2 separate regions of the Zea mays genome follow, and region 2 is linked to region 1. The links are chromatin contacts, called in public Hi-C maps. All regions are on one chromosome and are shown on one strand. The core of a region is the stretch at or near the end of the contact, and the rest is flanking DNA. Distances in the headings are between cores, read along the strand shown.

Region 1 (3,194 bases), core at 53-2,552:
CCGCGGCGCTGCGCGCGGAACAGGGTGGACGACGCCACGGGCACGACCTTGACGAGCAGGCGGCCGTCCTGGCGCTTCTGCCTCATCTCCATGGTAGACTCCACCTTGCGCCGCGCCAGGGACGGCAGCGGCGGCGGGAACGCCCTGGGCGGGGCCGCGCGTTGGGCCACCACCTCCTCCTCCTCCTCCTCCCCCTCCCCGCGCTCGTCGTCGGAGCCCTGGCACGAGTGCTCGGTCGCGGAGCCGTCGGCGTCGGAGAAGCCGTCCGAGCCGGTCTCCGAGCCCAGGCTCTCGGTGCAGATCTCCAGGCTCTTCTGGGTGAGCAGGCTGGACGAGCGGCGCACGAGCGGGTGCACGTACGGCGCCTGCCTGGGCGCGGCGGGCGGCGGCGGCTTCTGCGCCTGAATCATGTTCCATATGTCGTCCCTCTCCGGCCGGTCGTCGTCGCCGCCGCGGTCCGTCTCCTTCAGCGTGACGGTAGCCTTCTCGGCGCCCGCAGCGGCGGCCCCGCCATCGCCAGCGCCCTGCTCGACGGCCTGCTGGCACGGGAGGAGCTGCTGCTCGGTGGTCTCGAACACTGTCAGTGCCATGTCTCCCCGGCCTGCTTGCTTGTCCTCGGCAAGTGACACTAGCTAGCCTATAGCAAGGCTACCCCTGTCTCAGCAAGTGCGTGCTGCAGGTTGCCACAAAAGGGAGTGACGGCGCGGCTAGTTTCTACGTTGTATATAGTTCTTGGTGCAGAGCGCGTTTGTGTTTAGGAAGCAGGGCAGAGCAAACCGGAGGAAGCAGAGCACGCCGCCGCGTTATTAATATAACCGGGAACGAGAAGAGAAGCTGGCTGCGGGGAGTGGATGGAAGGATAAGCTTTGGAGACTCTAACGCGCGTCCGGCCTGGGGTTTGGACCGATTTTTTCGCTCGTTTTTTGATGATCTATCGGTTTCTCTGTGTCTATCTATCGCACTCGCCCGCAGACTTCTCCTTTGGCTGGCGCTATAGCCGCTAAGCGAGAAGGAGAAGAAGGCTCGTGCTGCCGTGGAAGTGGAAGCGGAAGGCGTCAAGCACTTCAGCTCCAGATCGGGGGAGGTCACACGATAAGAAGAGGAGCGGCAGCGGCGGGGTATTTGTAGGGCGCCGAGGGGGAGCGCTCGGGCTCACCGGCCCAGAGCCCCAGAGCCTCTCTCTGCTCACCGCACACCCACACCCACCACTGCCACCCACTAGCATGGGGAGGACAAATACCTTCGCCTTTCTGAGGGCCCCTCGGTGACATATGCGCACTCCATTCGGGCATTTCAAAAAAAAAAAACCGTTGAAAACGAAACTTTATGGAGAGAAATGTATTGTTAAGTTGTACTCATCTGGAAGTGATTCCCTTGTGGCACACACTGTCCGCAATACAAAATGGTGTGGTTTATCCGTTTCTACTTATCAAGGCCTTGTATATAAGTAACTTGACATTTTCCCTGTCTGGTTTTGGTCTAGCTGTGGGGGGCTGTGGCTTGTTGCTGGCTAATTAGAACATAAATTTCTCGCTCAATACTTTTGCGTTACACTGCTGCTGAACGATAAAACACAGTAGATACCCGTATAGATTAAAGCCAAGTGAACAGACCATAGTCCAGATGGTCTTTAAATTTACAGTAGATTCAAGTGGGAGAGAAACGAAGAAGGAATGGAAGAAAGAAAACGGGCCATCAAATTGGTTACCGCTGCGTTTCTGATTTCGAACAGATCATGCGTATGGCGTAGATGCTCCCAAGTTCCAAGAGTAACCATGCGTATCTTCCGCCACCTTGGCAATCATTTTTTTTTGTGTGTGTGGCCATCCCTTCGTCATTCTTCTTTGGTTTTTAAAGGATTATTTTTTTTGCCGTGGAGATCGACTCCGATAAAAACTGGGGGTTTTATGATTCTCCTTTAAGATCGTATGCTATAACTCCACTTTTATTTCGATGAAAAGTGCAACTATATATCTGGTAGAGCTCTCTACAAATTCAACCGCGCATGCATGGCTCGAGAAGACGACAGATCTAGGTAGCTAGCAATACGTACGTACTTGAATGGATCCAATTATCCTACCTGTGAAAGAAACGGTAGAATTCCGTTCCTGGCATGTCCCGCTCGGAGCATAGTGTGCCTGCCTGTGCCTGTGCGTGCGAGACAAATGCCCCGGTTAGCGCGCAGCGCAGAAGGATCCAACTATCCATGCCACGCCCTGTGCCGAGCAGGTTCCAAATACCCCGGAATAAAGCCTCTTGTCCCCACGCACTGCAACGCCGCAACGTTCACCCTGCCACGCTGCGAATCCTCCTGCCGCGCGGGGCGCTGCGCCGGGGGCCGGGCGGCGGGATTCGCCCGTTCCAGGTCTCCAGCGCGGCGCCTTCTTCCTCCGCGCGCGACCCCGCAGTCCACGCATCCTCTGCACGCGAGCGACTGGATCGATGCCGCCATTCGGCGCGCCGGAGTGGGCCGGATATGCCGCGCCGCGGCGAGGGTGCACCGGCGAGTGTGGGACGGACGGACAACGAGGAGGGGAAGAAAGAGTTCGGTGGCCGAGTGGTTGCGCTGAGGAGCTACTGTATCTTCGGTTCATTTTTCCGGAACTTGGGTCTACGACGCATACGCTGCAGGTTCACCAGTGTGCTGCGACGCGCCACGCTTCACGCCAGCCCCCAGCTGGCGTACGTGTCGCGCGGCAACGTGCCTGCCGGGTGGCGCCTGAGCTGGTGGTGTGTGCCAACGTCCGCGAGCCAGCGCCGGCCAGAGCGCCCCGGCCGGTGCGCGGTGCGCCTGTGCCTGCCGGCCCCCCGCCTTTCTTACCTTCGTTACGGACGGAGATGGGAAATGGCTAGCTATTAGTGCCGCCTTCGCCTACCCGTTCCGCCTTGCCACATCTGTCGAAAGCAATTCTCCTTACCTTGGTGCATCCCCACAACCGTGGAACGTCCTTGTGAACTTTCATGGCGCCGGAAGAAGAGCTTTCCCTAAAAAACCTGCATGGGGGCCGGTCGCTCTCCGTATACTCGTCAAACCCCACGTCCCGTACTCCCGTGACCCCAAGTTGCCGTGCAACATGAGGCCCCTGAGAACCGAGAAAAGGAAACACGCGAGAAATTTTTTTATCAGGCCGCTGGAAAAGCTCTGCGACGCTTGTGCGTTATGCATGCACGGGCGCGTGTGAGCACTGAGCACT
Region 2 (3,476 bases), core at 85-2,584, 76 kb after region 1:
TAGTGTCCCGATTGATTGAGAAGAGAAGCTCACTCGGTCTAGGTGACCGTGTGAGAGAGGGAAAAGGGTTGAAAGAGACCCGGTCTTTGTGACCACCTCAACGGGGAGTAGGTTTGCAAGAATCGAACCTCGGTAAAACAAATCACCGTGCCATCCGCCTTATTTGCTTGTGATTTGTTTTCGCCCTCTCTTTCGGACTTGATTATATTTCTAACGCTAACCTCGGCTTGTAGTTGTGCTCAAACTTTATAAATTTCAGATTTTCCTATTCACCCCCTCCCTCTAGGCGACTTTCACTACGCCGCGGACCGTCCGCGTCTACGCAGAAAGCACTGCCAGATGGTTCGTTTCAGTGTTTGGCGTTCAGATCGGCACCAACAGAAACATTGTTAAATATATTTTTATAATAAGGTTATTTATAAAGATATAAATATTAGTAATATTTTTTATAAATATAGTGAAACCTAATTAAGTTTTACTAGGACGAAGTGACGGACGGAGGGGGTATATATATAATATACGTATAGGTGCATGGTTCATGCATGCAAGTAATAATGTATATGACTCGGAATCCAAAGTGGGCAGCTACTTTTGTTCGGTCAAGATCAAGAGAATGAAAGCATGTACTAAAAATAACAGAGAAAAAGAAAGGTAGCGTAACGAGGGACTGAGGGAGCGCAGGCGTACTTGGAGAATCGGATGTACGTGTACGTGTGCGCTGTCCATAGACACGTACGCGAACTAGGCAGCAGTCTAGCAGCGGTACAAATAAGCGCGGCAGTGTCACTCACCTCACTGCTAGTGTGCTAGCTAGCTGCTACATACATTGTCACCTTAATTTCTATCAAGAAAATAGCTCGTCCCCGTCGTGCTAGCTAGGTTCGTTCCACGACCGGACGTACCCACAAAGGCGCGCCTGGTGATCCTAGCTAAAAAAAAGAGGCACGCCGCCGTACGTGTGCACTGGCCACTGTTCGGGGGTGCGACAAGCAGTCCCTGGTCCAGGCGCCGCCGAATGGTCTCGGCCAGCCGCCAGCCGGCCAATGGGACGAGATCGAGAGAAATGCACGCGCGGAGCCAGCAGACAGCAGCTAGCTAGCTCGGGGCCTAGCGCGTTTTGTTCGTCTACCGATCCCCAAAGCTACTAGCGGGCGGTGTAGGTAGCTAGGCGTCTTTGCCGGCCGGAGGCGGGCGCACATGGCCGCGGCCGGCGCCGGGCCGGGATGCCAAAAATGGCGGTGCCGTAGGCTTTTTTTAGGGGGTAGTGGGCGGGCAGGGGGGCTCCGAGGGCGCGGATCCGGCCGAGATCGTGCCGGCCCGCGTCGTCCTGCTGTCCGCCTGTGCGTGTCAGCGCGGGGTTGGCCGCGCGCCGACGCCGTCCGACCAGGGCCAAGATTAGTGCCGGTTTTCGCCGGTGCGTTGTTTCTTCACTGCCTCACCGGCATATATACATGGAAACAAAAGTTGATTAAGGAAAGAGAGAGAGGGAACAAGAGTACAAGACCAGTCGACCAAGCTTAAAATCTACTACTACTAGGTTAAAAGGCAGGCGAGCGAGCAGGCAGGAAAGGACCCGATCCGATCCTATGATTGATGGTATTATCGGTCGACCTTTAGCTAGCACTGGATCGGGCTTTTGCTGATCAAATCACCTTGGTCCAAAGAGTCGATCGTGGAGCACACGGACAGCGACGGCGACAGCGACCACTGCTGTCGTCCCTGAGTAATCCTTCGTCAATAAGTAAAGGACACAGAAAGACTGAGAAAGACGAATTTAATTTCATTTAGTTTTGTATCTAGCTGCAGCACTCACAAAGATCGTAGACATTCCGAAAGAGTACACATGTTAATCGGTGGCTACATATAATTAAGGGGGAGTCTTATGTGTGTTTGGTTAACAATTAGACAGAGGTATTTGGAACCTCTACTGCTAATTTTAGCAACTAACTTTTAGCTATAAAGATTTCAAACTGAGCCTAAACACGCAACCCTGGGTGAAAACGCAACACGATGGCAAAACACAACATAAGACGAGTCCTATAATTATTTGACCTTTTTTATGAAATAGGACCTCTATTGGGGTAGTTTTCAATGTTAAAGTTCTATATTTTAAAATACACTCCGTGTGGAATTCTGTCTAACCCTCTCAAGAAAAAATAGTGAAACCTAAAAAAACAAGCTCTAAGCAGATCTTATATCACATCCCTTATTTCAAACTTCTATGTCAAATGTCAAATAGTCCGAATCACCTAACAGAGATGTTTTATATTGCACGTATCCAAGCCCTTAAACCATCTTCATAACCACACAGACACAATAATCTCTAACCCCAACCAAAAAAACTTGATCATCTCAACAATCATTCATCACCACACAGTAACATAAATCAAGCGTGTGCTCGAATAAGAAACAAAACTTTCCCAAACCAGCATAGCGCAACCGCACTAAGGATCGACGCATGGCCACGCTGCTCACATTGTACTGGATCATTCCTGTAATTATTTTAGCTTTCCAGTGGTATCTGTACTTTTGCTTTCTTTCCCCGCTTCCATGATTTCCTATTGGCGGCACAAGGAGCGCCTTTTTTCCAACTTGGGCACAAGGTACGCAATCCGGACGAACATTAGCAAGTGGTATGAGCAGTATGTATACAAAATTTGCCAGTTGCAGAGTCGTACATTCTCTCTATTTAAAACTCTCTTCTATATACAACAGCAATCAATGAATTGCAAATACAGGCAAAAAAATATAAAAAACAAGAGCATAAATAACCAAATCCGGAACCTGAATACAGGCAGGCACTCATAACCGTACAGGGCTCCAAAGCAAGCACAACTATGTATCTCAAAGAGAAACCAAGCTCACCATATAATCAATCATGCGCCAACCTGACAACTCCGCTCGCCCTTGCCAATGTGCAATGCAAGCACTCCCATCTGGCCTGATCCATGTGACCAGATCCTCAGAAAATGGCAATCGTCGACAAAACCAAAACAAAATCAAGCAGAACAAGGAACCAAAGAAAAGCTGGTCCTCCAAGGTCATCTTCTACTCGCAAATGAAGCCAGCGCGTTTGCATGGGCTGGTGGAAGGGCACTCAGTATTGGCTGCATTTGCTGGCCATAGACAGATATCAAGTGAGAAATAGCCTTGCCAATATTTGTTTTCACTTCATCGCTCTCATCTGGGGATACCACCACTTGGGCAAAGACATGTATGACGTCAGGCACCAGAGGGAGGATCTGCAACACAAAAAGAGTTAGGTCTGGCAAATGAATATAGACCGATAATGGACATCTGGTTCAAGAATCACCTGGGGATGTGATGATAATAATAAACCGCAGACGCAACCATAGACAGTCATTGATTCTTCATGATCTTCTTTTAGTGGCAAAGCTTTGATAAAAACTGGAAGAACCTATAAGAATGAATCAAACATTTATTACACGCTTACACTCTTGAATCTGAAACATGAA

The links. Hi-C and Micro-C count contacts between places; a contact is called where the count stands out from the background.
Region 2: a Hi-C map of tassel shows a contact between it and region 1, with 4 times the contacts expected there. The contact joins the enhancer-like site here to the promoter of LOC103634046 in region 1. A contact is called at or near these places in 7 of 25 Hi-C or Micro-C datasets (bundle sheath, ear, endosperm and 2 more).

Annotation. Positions count from the first base shown.
Region 1 is chr1:37,078,780-37,081,973 of Zm-B73-REFERENCE-NAM-5.0, forward strand. It overlaps LOC103634046 (protein FAF-like, chloroplastic), which reads right to left and starts at 1,303. Exons shown (of 1, transcript XM_008655674.4): 1 at 1-1,303. The coding sequence starts at 590.
Region 2 is chr1:37,154,992-37,158,467 of Zm-B73-REFERENCE-NAM-5.0, forward strand. It overlaps LOC100383753, which reads right to left. Exons shown (of 20, transcript NM_001362129.1): 19 at 3,314-3,418; 20 at 2,669-3,242. The coding sequence ends at 3,042. Among protein-coding and RNA genes, the nearest start is that of LOC100383753, 15 kb to the right of the region's middle. Within about 2 kb of position 1,335, at least 20 of the 20 cell types and tissues checked have an H3K27ac peak or open chromatin away from gene starts, as enhancers often do. A contact at or near this core is called in bundle sheath, ear, endosperm and 2 more, where this site is marked.